Regions from separate parts of the Mus musculus genome. Here regions 1, 3 and 4 are each linked to region 2. The links are chromatin contacts, called in public HiChIP or PLAC-seq maps. All regions are on one chromosome and are shown on one strand. Each heading gives the region's core, a stretch centred on a gene start, on an enhancer-like site or on the middle of the called end of the contact. The rest is flanking DNA. Distances are from core to core; before and after follow the strand shown. Region 1 holds the start of Terb1 (telomere repeat binding bouquet formation protein 1). Region 2 holds the start of B3gnt9 (UDP-GlcNAc:betaGal beta-1,3-N-acetylglucosaminyltransferase 9). Region 3 holds the start of Dync1li2 (dynein, cytoplasmic 1 light intermediate chain 2). Region 4 holds the start of Rrad (Ras-related associated with diabetes).

Region 1 (2,700 bases), core at 186-2,685, 750 kb before region 2:
ATTTCTGAGTTCAAGGCCAGCCTGGTCTACAGAATGAGTTCCAGGACAGCCTGGGCTACACAGAAAAACCCTGTCTCAGAAAAAAAAAAAAAATTACAAAATGATACTTAAAAATATAAAAATATTTTATATAATATTATAAAAATAGCTCACTTCCCAAGTCAAAAGTATGTTCCCACTCAAGCAATTACGAAATGTTTTCAGTAGTTTTGTGGGTACAAATCATCACTAACAATGAGATTGTAAATTTTTTTTACCCTGATCTCACGGGGCGGGGGTAAGTTTTTACATAACAGGACACACCATCCTTAAAGGGTTTACTTAATTTACTCTCCAAACCAACAAGGTCAGGTGCAAACGTTACTAGGAAGACTATTAGAGAACATAAATAAGAAAACTAGTTGATTAGTGTTCTGCACACCTCTTTCATCCTGGGTATGGGACTCAAGGTAGAGTCTATCATTAAACACTAGGTCAGCCCCTGAAATTCGCTACTCTAAAATTGGTCACATCAAAAGCTTTGTGGGGGGAAAAATTCTACATATCTCCCTTCCCCCAAGAGAGACAAAAATATCTTCCTGGGTGGGGCTGGCAGAGATGAAAATCCTAGCATTCACTTCCACTTGTAAGTTGTCCGTCCGCCTTGGAATCCTACACTGTGGAAGGCACCCTCTAACGGGAGCAGAAAGGCAAGCACGTAACGTGCACTATCAACTTTTCTGCTCCGAGTGTGACATAAGCCATTCAGGTCCCAGGGAATAGAGGGTCCCAGGAACCAGTTGCTGTACTGGATGGATAGGATATGGGGCGCACACCCTCACGGCTCGCCCGGGATTCCCAGCCTCCGGGTCCACCGTCTTTCCGTGGGTTATGGCTCCCTCGCTCTCGCTCCAGGCTCCGGAGGCCTGGCTCACCTAAAGAGCTGGAAGAAGGAACGCCTGTGAGGAGGGCAGGCAGGCCCACGACTTTCCTCTACTGCTCTCCGCGGGGCACCATGCACGCCTCCCGAGCCCGGCTCCGGCGGACCTCCCAGGAGCAATCGCCCAGTTCCCAGCGTCAGCTGCTGCTGGGCACGCGCTCCCGTCCTCTTCCTCCCAAACCGAATCCCCCGTGGGGGCCGCCGCTTTCCCCGCCCCGGGATCCCGGGGAGCAGCCCGGACGCACACAGCCGCCCGACTGGGCAGATGGGGACGACCTTTTCCCCCTCACAGGTCGTGGGCCTGGCGCCAGCTCAGGGAAGCCCCTGCCCTCAGCTCAATCCACCTCCTCAGGTGAGCCAGGGAAGCGGGCCACGCCCGCCACCACAGCTCCGCCCCAGGAGCCGACCACCGGAAGGCGGGAAGCCGAGACCTTGGCCTCTCCACCCTGGAACCCAGAGCCCCTGTCAGGCCCACACCAGCTCGTCCCTGTGGCAGCCTAGACCACGACGCCTGACTGGGTTTCCCACGCCCGCGCGCCAGCCAGGCTCACATCCGCTGGGCGGGACTTCCGGCCGCACACCTGTCCCACTGGGCTTAGCCCTTCGCAGCTGTAGAGCCATCAGTGGGCAGAAGGTGATCAGTGCGGGATGCCAGGTTTTAGATGGGAGAAAGTGACATGATGAGGGTAATATAACTTAGTATTTAGGACTTGCGTCTCGGAAGGGTCTTTGCTCCCTCCTTGACCTTGCCTGACGCCAGGCTTTCTTTGGTTGCACTGGGCATTCCGTTGACTGGACACCCTCCCTGGGTGAACTCCAAAATCCTTAGTTTTTGGTTCTGGCCAAGCCAGCTTCTCATTGAGTAGACCCAAGAGCCCAGAGCTCTGAGTCTTAAATGTGTTCAAGGTGTGCCCTATAATTTAGTCCTGTCATACGTCCCAACAGAACTCTTCCCATGGGAGTGTTGGGAGATGGAAGTACTGTCAGAGGGCAGTTCCTGCTCTGACAAAGTCACTTGATGACACAGCCAAGCAAGAATGATACAGGTTTTCAAGAAATAAAATCCCTATGAGCCCCCTCCCTCGCCTCTTGTCAGCTATAACCCAGGTTCTCACATAGGAGACTGCCTTTGAGAACTGTTCTATAGCAGGCAATTTAGGGCCTTAGGATAACGAATCACACACACACATTCGGCCTCCCAGTTTGGATTTCTAGTTTGTTACTTTTCCTCACCTTCAGGAACTTTCCTTCCCATCTAACAAGCTGCTAAATGCTATTATTCCAATATATTATTCAATAAAAAGAAATTTAGGGATGGGGCAAGCCCATAAAATTCAATACACAGGTATAGTGACAAACCTTTAGGTATATATAATGAATGACGACAGCACAAGGGAATGGTTTTGTCCTGATAAAGCTCCGAAATGCTTCTTTAAAAGTTCTACTTTAAATAAGTAATGATCTTAAAATGTCCACAGCTAAAATCCACATCTTAAGTTCATTAAGATAATTAATTTTTTACTCTTGTTAGTGAAACAGACATATCTACGATATGTAACTGTAAAATAGCAATCCAGCATTAACTAACTATACAAAGAGCTGGCTTTTGTTCTGTTTTCTCCCCATTCTCCCCACCATTCCAGACAACAAGACTATATTACAAATGAGAAAAACTTTTATTAAGGAAACAATTTAACTTCCGTCCTTTAACAGATTTTTACAAACCAAAGCACAATATGAAGACAATTACAGTTCCAACCATTAACATATTACACATGGTG
Region 2 (2,700 bases), core at 70-2,569:
CTCAACTTGTGAGCAAGCATCAGCTAGGCGGCGGAGCGTGGCTCCCGAAAGAACAAAGCCGCCGCCACCTGCGTAGGCAGGGTAAACGGGCAGTCCATACACAGCCCGGGGAATGAAGTACTTGCTGGCTCTAGCTCGGATTGGCCTTGCCTGCACAATCACATCACCCGCAAGAAGGTCCTGTGCGGGATCCCGGAGCTCCAGAAACTGCAGCAGGTTCCTCACGTGCACGAACACATCTGCATCGCCCTTAAAAACAAAGTGTACATCTGGACAGAATGCTGAGGCCCAAGATAGAAAGTGAATCTCCTTCAGCGTTAGATTGAAAAAGGTGTCTTCGAAAGCCCAGAGCAGAATGTCTGCATAAGCTCGGCTCTCCGCCTCCAGCAGGGTGCGCCAGTGCGAACGGGTGCCTGCCCCGCCAGAGCCCGCCCCCTTGGGCACGCCCAACAAGAACACTCGGCGCACGAGTGCCCCCTGCACGCGACCCTCGGCTCCCCAAGTCTGGCGAACGGCTTCCCGCCGCTCAAAGTCCGCAGCCACAGACTTGACAGCGATGAGCAGGTCCGGCGAACCGCCGGATGCGCCGTCGCTGCGGCATTTGCGACGCTGGTTAATGAGCAGCGGGAAGCGCCGTTGGTCCTTGGCGCGCAGATACCCGCCGAAGTCAAAGGGGTCCGTAGGTGTGGGCGGCACCGGAGTGTCCCCCTCGTAGGCCAGCGGGGCCGCGCGGGCGGTGTTAGGGAGCTCGCGTGCTCGGAGGCTAGGAGTGGGCCGCGGGAGCTGGGGTCCTCGCGCTGGTGGTCTGGTCGTGGGGGATGCCACGTCGCGCTGCGCGTAGAGCAGGAGTCCGAGGGCGGCGCTGAGCAGCAGCGTAAGCCACGCGTCTGGGCAAAGGCGCGGCCTCCTCCTCCTCCTCATGTCCAGCCCCGCCCTTCACAGGGCCCTCTATCCTTCCTTCATCCACTCTGTCGACCTCCGTCCCTGCCCCTGCCCCCACCGCAGCAGCCTAAGGGACAAAAAGTTCAGCTTCTAACCTCAGCTCCAGCCCAGAAAGGATGCCAAAGTCTGGACAGGGTGACGCAGGCCTCTCCCCTACCGCCCCCTTACCCACCCATCCAGTGCATCAAAGCTGGGTCCCTTCTACCTTTCCCCCTCCCCGCCTCTGACCTTGGTCCTTAGGACCCCAGCACTCACGCTTGACCGCGGGGGAGGGGTGACAACCCCTGAAACTGTCAGTTCAGGGTCCCAAGGGCAGCCATGACCCCGGCTTGAGCCAAATGCAGCGTTGGCAGGAAGGGGGCTGAGGCCGTGCCACGTGATCCTCCAGCTGTGTACGCCCCGACATCTGGAGCTCAGCTCCGCCTTGGTGCAGGGAGTGCCATCTCTGACTGTGGGCTGGTCCCTGAGAGGGCCTCTCACGGGAGACTCTTGCTGAGAAAGCCTAGTATTTTTGATAGGACGCTGGAACTCCGAGTTTCTAAGCTCAAGAAGTAGACAGCTGATAGGCCCCCAACCCCTAAGCCTGAGTGCTTTAACTTTCAGCTCTTCTGGCCGCCATACCGGGCCATCTTTCAGAAAATCTCTTTCAGCAGCCCTGGTTCACCAAGCAGGAGCCACGAATTGCCCCAATAATATAAAGCTGTCTCCTTACTCCTCGCGCTGGTGGTCTGGTCGTGGGGGATGCCCTCCGAACTCTGCCCTGCTTGCCACCAGTAAACACAAGCATACACACCCGAACAATCAAGACAGCAAGTTCTGTTCCTGCAGACTTACCAGCAGCTCTACCCAAAGAGGACCAATACTTAGTGAGCTAAGTGACTTGCCCCAGGTTGACACAGCCAGAACGCACTGCCCCCAGGAATCTCCCACCCAGCGCTCCTTTGTTCTCTTCATCCACTGGATACAGGAAATGGAACCACTTCTGCCTACAGTAATTTCCCAGACAAGCTCTTCATTCCTGTCACTCCATGCCCGTTCCTGCTCCCCAACATAGCATCCTTGAGGTAGAACTGCCCATGCTGTTGCCTCTGCAGTACAGTTTGGGGTGTCAGGGATTGGTGTTTGCGGGAGGCTTCTAGAAGAGCCCATTGAGCCCAGGTAGGCTGTTTTCTAGATCCCCTGGTTTTCCTACCTCTGAGCTGCTTTGTCATCCAGGCCAAACCACCCACTCTTACCTGCCCACTAGTCTTTTAGGGTTCTGAGGATAAGCTGTGTTATGTACCCTGCATAGCCTCAAGCTAATGACGCCCAAAGTGTTGGGATTACAAGCCTACACTAGTATTCCAGCTCCATTCTTGATTGGTTTCCTCAATTGGGGAACTATAGAGACAGCTGAGCTCCAGAGTCACCAGGATAGTCATTCTTAGTGAATAGAGTGATCAGGGTCTCCCCAGGCCTTCATCCCACTGGCAAATATGACTCCTGGCCATCAGCTTGCCCTAGTCCTCAGCCAAGGACACTGGCCTGTTGCATTCTTCCTCCCAAGCAGCTGTTGATATTCATCCCATTCTCTATCTATCTCTGTCTTGGCCTCTCTCCTCTCCAGGCTTCCTGCCCAAAGGCCTCCAAAGGTGTCTCACTGGCCTTGTTATAAAATCCCAACTCTGGAAGGCTGAGGGTGTGACTCGGTTGCAGACCTAGCATGTGAGAAGCCCCGAGTTTAAGCTCGAGCGTTCTATAAAGTAGGCACGGTGGTAC
Region 3 (2,700 bases), core at 154-2,653, 810 kb before region 2:
TGACAGTGCCCAAACGATTCACCCTACTATCTTGATGTGCTTGCACCTAGGCAATTACCCTTCAAGATACCTGATTCCACAAGCGCTCTCTCAACACATCAAGCAGTGTGATGCGCCCACAGCAGTCTGCTCTTGACATGAGAGATGCGATGCAACCACGCACACATCTGCCTCGGCTCCACTGGGATTCTTTCAGGGTGTCTAAGACTGTCTGTACTGTCCCACTGCTCAGCCCTCATTTCCTACTCTACAAACAGCATTGCAGGTGAACGCATATAATCCCTTTCATTTGAAGGAGATAACTGAAGCCAGAGAGGTTAAATGACTGACTGGGCAACCCAGCAGTGAGGGCAGGATTTATGCAAGAAAGTTCCTGGGGCTGACTCCCAAGCTCTGCTGCCTGCCCATGAAGACTGAAGAAAAGACTTCGTCCATCTCCTCAGTTTCCCAGTCCAGGTCACCTACTTCCCTCATCTTCTCCATCCAGCCTGCACATCCTCTTTTTCCTTCCTCCACATCCTCAACTTGGTGAGCACAAGGCTAACCGATGAACCGAGTCAAGGCTGAAGAAGGCTCAGCCAAAAGACTGAAGGAATGTGCCCCAATGCCCCAAGCCCACATCACATCACTGGACTCCAAACGGAGCTGCATTCTAGGGGGTCAGTAGAGGTGTGGGCTTGGAGACTCAGCAGCTACCCTGCCAGAGTCCAGGGTGCCCTCCCAGGCAGGCAAGCGACAAGCAGGCGCTAAGGGTGGAGAAGCCTGGGAACCAGTGGGAGGGGCGCCGCCTGACCCACCCCTGCGCCCCAGGGCAGTACCCCGCTGCTCACCGAACACCAGAATGTTTTTGCCGGACGGCAGCTTGGACCTGGCACGGGTGGACACTTCGCTCAAGATCGAAGACCTGCGGCGACAATGACAAGAGTGGTCAGCGCGGGACCGCCTAGGACCGCTCGGCCCACGACTGCCCATCAATGTCTGCCCACGGTCCTGCCCGCTCCGGCCCGCTCCCGGTCCGGCCGCGCCATCTGCGGCTCTATACGCTCCTCACCATAGACTCTGGCCTTCCTCCTCTTCACTTGTCAGGTCGCCGGCGGCCGCCACTGCGGGCCCGTTGGGACCCAGCAGCAGCTTCTTCTCCACCCCCACCGGCGCCATCTTGCCAACTGCAGCCACAAAGAGGGCCCTCCCCCGGGCCCGCCGAGGACCCGCAAGGACCCCGGCCGGGCCGCGCTGCCCGCCCGCAACGCCGCAGAAGCTCCGTTATCCAGCGCGTCCCGACGGGCCCGCGGTGTCCTCGTGCGTCTGCGGGACGTGGGATCGCCGCAGCTAGGGACGTTGCTGGGTCAGGCAGCCAGCCGGACAGCCTTACGCGGGAGGTGGAGCCGCGGACGCCACCAGACCGAGAGCGCGCTGGCGACCCCTGCAGGGCAGCCTCTGATGCGGCAAGTCCAAGCTTTGGAATGAACTCAAGCTAGACAACCATATTTATAAAGCGATCTCATTGAATCTTGTTTAATTCTTAATAAGTGAGGTGAGGAAACTACAGCTCAGAAGTTTAAAAGAAAATGGGCCAAACATGAACGAAGATCCACAAAAAAATGACTGGACATAGATATTTGCATGTCCTGTCATACCAGCAATGGGCAGCTGGTGGGGGCGGGGAGGGGGGGAGGGGGAGGGATCAGAAGTCTTAGACTACTTGGTAAGTTTAAGTTGAGCATGAGCTATGTGAGAGCCTACTTCAAAAAAATTAATTTTAAAATGGTTGCACATGGTGTCACACGCCTTTAATCCCAGCATTCAGGAGGCAGAGGCGGGAGGAACTCTATACATTTGAAGCCATCCTGGTCTACATAGCAAGTTCGAGGGTAGCCAGGGCTACATAGTGAGACCCTGTGTGCCGGCTAGTTTTGTGTGTCAATTAGAGTCATCAGGGAAGAAGGAAGCTCAATTGAAGAAATGCCATTGTGGGTGGTGCCATGCCTGGGCTGGCTGAGCAAGCCAGTAAGCAGCACCCCTCCATGGCCTCTGCATCGGTTCCTGCCCCCAGGTTTTAGCCCTGCTTGAGACCCTGTCCTGACTTCCTCCAATGATGGATTATGATCTGGAAGGGTAAGATGAAATAAACTCTTTCCTTCCCAACTTGCTTTTGGTCATGGTATTTCATCACAGCACTAACCCTAAGATACCCTGTCTCAAAACAGCCCCAAGACCCAGTTCTAGAGGTGGTATCCTGCCACTTCCAGTCATTACTCTTTTAGTTTTACTTTTATTAAATGTGTATAGGTGCTTTGTCTGCTTGCATATCTGTCCACTATGTGTATGCAATGCCTGTGGAGGGCAGAAGAGAGTGTCTGAACCCCTTGTAACTGGGATTACAGATGGTTGTGAGCTGCCCTGTGGGTACTGGGAATTGAACCCAGGTCCTTTGGAAGAGTAGTTAATGCTCTTAACCGCTGAGCCATCTCTCCAGCCATGTTTCTTCAACTATTATATGGCTTAATTTTCAGGATGCTCATTGAAAGTTTATCACAAATCCTCAGAATGTTGTTTTTCATCTCCTCCTTTGTAGACTTTATTAAACTGTGAATGATTTTTACCACCACAGTTAACAATACTTTTGGCTTTGCTTTACCAATTTTATTGTTGTTGTTGTTGTTTGAGACAGGGTTTCTCTGTGTAGCCCTTGCTGTCTTC
Region 4 (2,700 bases), core at 183-2,682, 620 kb before region 2:
GCTTCTTCTCCATCCACAGTGATAGAACGGTCATATGTGTGCCCTAGAAAGGAAGCCAAGAAGCCAGTTATCAGTCGGCTGTCAACGTTCCCAGTGTCTGCCTTCTTCTCCTGACCACGCCTCCTGCTGCTTCTCCCAGTCCTCTGATAATTCTCCTCTGTTAGCAGATGGTTGCTATGCCCAAACAATATGACAAGCCCGGGAGTCAGGGACTGGAGGACACGACCTCCATCTCTTTGTCCCCAAACTAGAGAAGTACTGGGTGTCTAGGGATCCTGCTGCCTGGGTCAAGGGTGGGTGTGGTCATATTGGGTGAAGTTAGTATAGTGGCTGTCACAAACCCTGGAGACTTTGGCCACCTAACTTTCCTCTCCCAGAAATGTCCTCAGAATTTGTTCCTGCCAGCCCCGGTAGGCAGGAAAGTGCTGCTACGAGCCACAGGAAAAAAATCATATCTAGCACTCTACTCTTCTATTCTGGACACTTTTTTCCTATCAACGACTGGTACGTGGGTAGGAGAGAGGTGGAGGGGGTGGAGTGAGTAGGGAGTAAGTCTCCTTCAGTTTCTCCATCTTGGACGCGGAAATAACATAATTTCGAAAACGCCTTGAAATTTCATAGTATTTGCCACTTTTAGTCCAGCTCCACCGCCCCCCAACTGTCTTTATCTAAACAGCTCAGCTCTCTCACCTGCTGCTTCTGCTTCAGGTCCGTCTTCTATACCACCAAAGATGCGCGCCAGAGCGCTTTTGCCCACACCAGGCGCCCCGAGCAGCAGCACCTTGTAAACGCCCTCCTCTGACCCACTGCCTCCAGAACTGAGCGAGTCGGAGGAGCCTTCGGGCCAGTCCAGCCTCTGGCCCTGTGTCCGAGTTCCAGCGGCAGTCGTTGCCAGGGAGCCCGGGGCTAGCGCCGCCTGAAGGTCTCGCTCGTCCACCGGCATGCTCCTGCGGTGCAGTGGGGGTGCCGGGCCCCATGGGGTGCTGCCTCGACGGCGGTCGCGCTCCCGGCCCGCACCACGGCTCCCGCTTGCTCCGCTGCCACCATTCAGGGTCATCGTGTTGGACGCCGTCTGGGGAACGAAGAATTGGGATGGCAGCTCTATCGCGGGAGCAGGTAGGACTCTGGAGTCAAGAAAGATGCTCAGGATGAAGGAACCTACTGCCAACCAGGAGGTCTCTACGTCTTAACCAGTAACCCAGCTGGACCTGCATCCACATTCAGCCCCAGATGGTGTTGTCCACCCCGCTTAGTCAGGACACTCACCAACTCTCACACAGATGTTATCAGGACTTGATCAGCGCTGCGACACAGACCACTGGGGGATCTGATAGAACCCACTCGTAGACCCCTGTTCAGACTCAGACCCTTGTCGCTGTCACGACTGCAGTCTTTTTCTCCTCTGCTGCTTTCTCAGCCCCTCAGCTGGCGCTGGGTCGCTGTTCTAGGGCCTCCTATTTAAACCTCTACCAGTCAGACTTCCGCCCTTACCCCTACCCCCGCTCCCGCCCCCGCCCCCGCCCCCGCCCCCGCCCCCGCCCCTGTCCTCCCGGGCTGCTGCAAAGGCTGACGCATCCACTCGCCCTCGGGAATCCCCCACCTCCCTTCTAGGACCGCAAACCCGCCAGGGGCGGGGCAGGTAGCTGGAAGGAGGCTCGCGCGGGATGGGGGGTAGTTTAGAGGGGTGTTGGAGGGGAGGGATGGGGAGTGTGCGTTGAGGAGGGTGCACCAGTGTGTGTGTGTGTGTGTGTGTGTGTGTGTGTGTGTGTGTGCATTGATACAGAGGCTGCCAGTAGTGGGTAAAGTGGAGTGAACTACCACTCCATCTTTAAAGATGAATTTTCCCTTCTGCTCACTCCTGGCCTATTACCCAAGTCAGTAGACGTATTATGGACACGCTCAGAACCTATGAAGCCCGTTCCTCCAGGTATGGACCTAACCAGAATTTAGAGGGTCCTAAACTGGTATTTCTAGCTTCAACACTAAGTCCTTTCTATTCCTGTCTTTGTCCTGGGACCTAAAGAGTCTCCCAACGGGACTGCCCTTCAGGTTGAAGGTTGGTGTCATCCATGAATTCTTGGGGTCCCTTAGGAGGTTCAGGGGGTGATAGAGCCTGCTGGGTGCTTGTCTGCTGGAGAGAAACTACAGGGCCAGAAAAAGGAACACACAAACTCAAATCCCAACTCTAACTCTAAGCATGCGGAACAGCTGCCAGTAACTGCTAAAAATATCTAACCCTGGCCCTAGCCACTTTGTTTTTGGGCATGAGGTTGCCCAGAGTTGGGGAGATCCGGCCTAACAGTGGGGGACTCCAGAAAGAGCCAACCCCTTTATAGTCTTCAAGTTCTTCCTGCTCCTGAGCCCCACACTGGGCCTTTTGCTTGTAAACATCTCACCGAGGAGGGGCATAAATGTAGGGTATGGGGGAGGGGTAGCTTTCAGGAACTGGTCGCAGGGCCTCTGCTCTGTTTAAGACTCACTTTTGATCCATCCCCGTGTGCCAGACTCTTTTATAAATGGCAAAAATATACCCAGTACCACCACTGCTTCAGAGCTCCCCTTTCTCAGACACTGGTTTGAAAACAGGGATAGTATCTGAGGGAAGGAGAGGTGATTGGGTGGACTGGGTGTCTAGTCCCCTGTCTGCCTCTCTCCCAGCATTCAGGTACCCAGTCCTGAATTGGATATCGTGAACTGTTC

The links. HiChIP or PLAC-seq counts read pairs in DNA pulled down with a chosen protein or histone mark.
Region 1: an H3K4me3 HiChIP or PLAC-seq map of embryonic forebrain shows a contact between it and region 2, with 5 times the contacts expected there. The contact joins the promoter of Terb1 here to the promoter of B3gnt9 in region 2. A contact is called at or near these places in 1 of 39 promoter capture datasets (hippocampal neurons), 2 of 115 datasets of contacts at active chromatin or transcription factors (bone marrow-derived macrophages and embryonic forebrain) and 1 of 9 other capture datasets (adipose tissue).
Region 3: a contact with region 2 is called in an H3K4me3 HiChIP or PLAC-seq map of forebrain, with 5 times the contacts expected there. The contact joins the promoter of Dync1li2 here to the promoter of B3gnt9 in region 2. A contact is called at or near these places in 6 of 115 datasets of contacts at active chromatin or transcription factors (astrocytes, embryonic forebrain, embryonic stem cells and 3 more) and 1 of 9 other capture datasets (embryonic stem cells).
Region 4: an H3K4me3 HiChIP or PLAC-seq map of forebrain shows a contact between it and region 2, with 7 times the contacts expected there. The contact joins the promoter of Rrad here to the promoter of B3gnt9 in region 2. A contact is called at or near these places in 7 of 39 promoter capture datasets (the 3T3-L1 cell line, cranial neural crest, embryonic stem cells and 4 more), 4 of 484 Hi-C or Micro-C datasets (Th1 cells, embryonic stem cells and muscle stem cells), 17 of 115 datasets of contacts at active chromatin or transcription factors (bone marrow-derived macrophages, craniofacial prominence, embryonic basal ganglia and 12 more) and 5 of 9 other capture datasets (adipose tissue, embryonic tail, embryonic trunk and 2 more).

Annotation. Positions count from the first base shown.
Region 1 is chr8:104,508,452-104,511,151 of GRCm38.p6, forward strand. Terb1 (telomere repeat binding bouquet formation protein 1) reads right to left here and starts at 1,436. Exons shown (of 20, transcript NM_180958.3): 1 at 1,351-1,436; 2 at 816-922. It overlaps Nae1 (NEDD8 activating enzyme E1 subunit 1), which reads right to left. Exons shown (of 20, transcript NM_144931.3): 20 at 2,577-2,700.
Region 2 is chr8:105,253,834-105,256,533 of GRCm38.p6, forward strand. B3gnt9 (UDP-GlcNAc:betaGal beta-1,3-N-acetylglucosaminyltransferase 9) reads right to left here and starts at 1,320. Exons shown (of 2, transcript NM_178879.4): 1 at 1,198-1,320; 2 at 1-1,009. The coding sequence starts at 921.
Region 3 is chr8:104,441,644-104,444,343 of GRCm38.p6, forward strand. It overlaps Dync1li2 (dynein, cytoplasmic 1 light intermediate chain 2), which reads right to left and starts at 1,404. Exons shown (of 13, transcript NM_001013380.2): 1 at 1,052-1,404; 2 at 831-904. The coding sequence starts at 1,158.
Region 4 is chr8:104,629,857-104,632,556 of GRCm38.p6, forward strand. It overlaps Rrad (Ras-related associated with diabetes), which reads right to left and starts at 1,433. Exons shown (of 5, transcript NM_019662.3): 1 at 1,267-1,433; 2 at 691-1,124; 3 at 1-43. The coding sequence starts at 1,057. Gm51588 (a long non-coding RNA gene) reads left to right here. Exons shown (of 2, transcript XR_003947593.1): 2 at 1-333. Gm33023 (a long non-coding RNA gene) reads left to right here and starts at 1,546. Exons shown (of 3, transcript XR_879143.3): 1 at 1,546-1,639.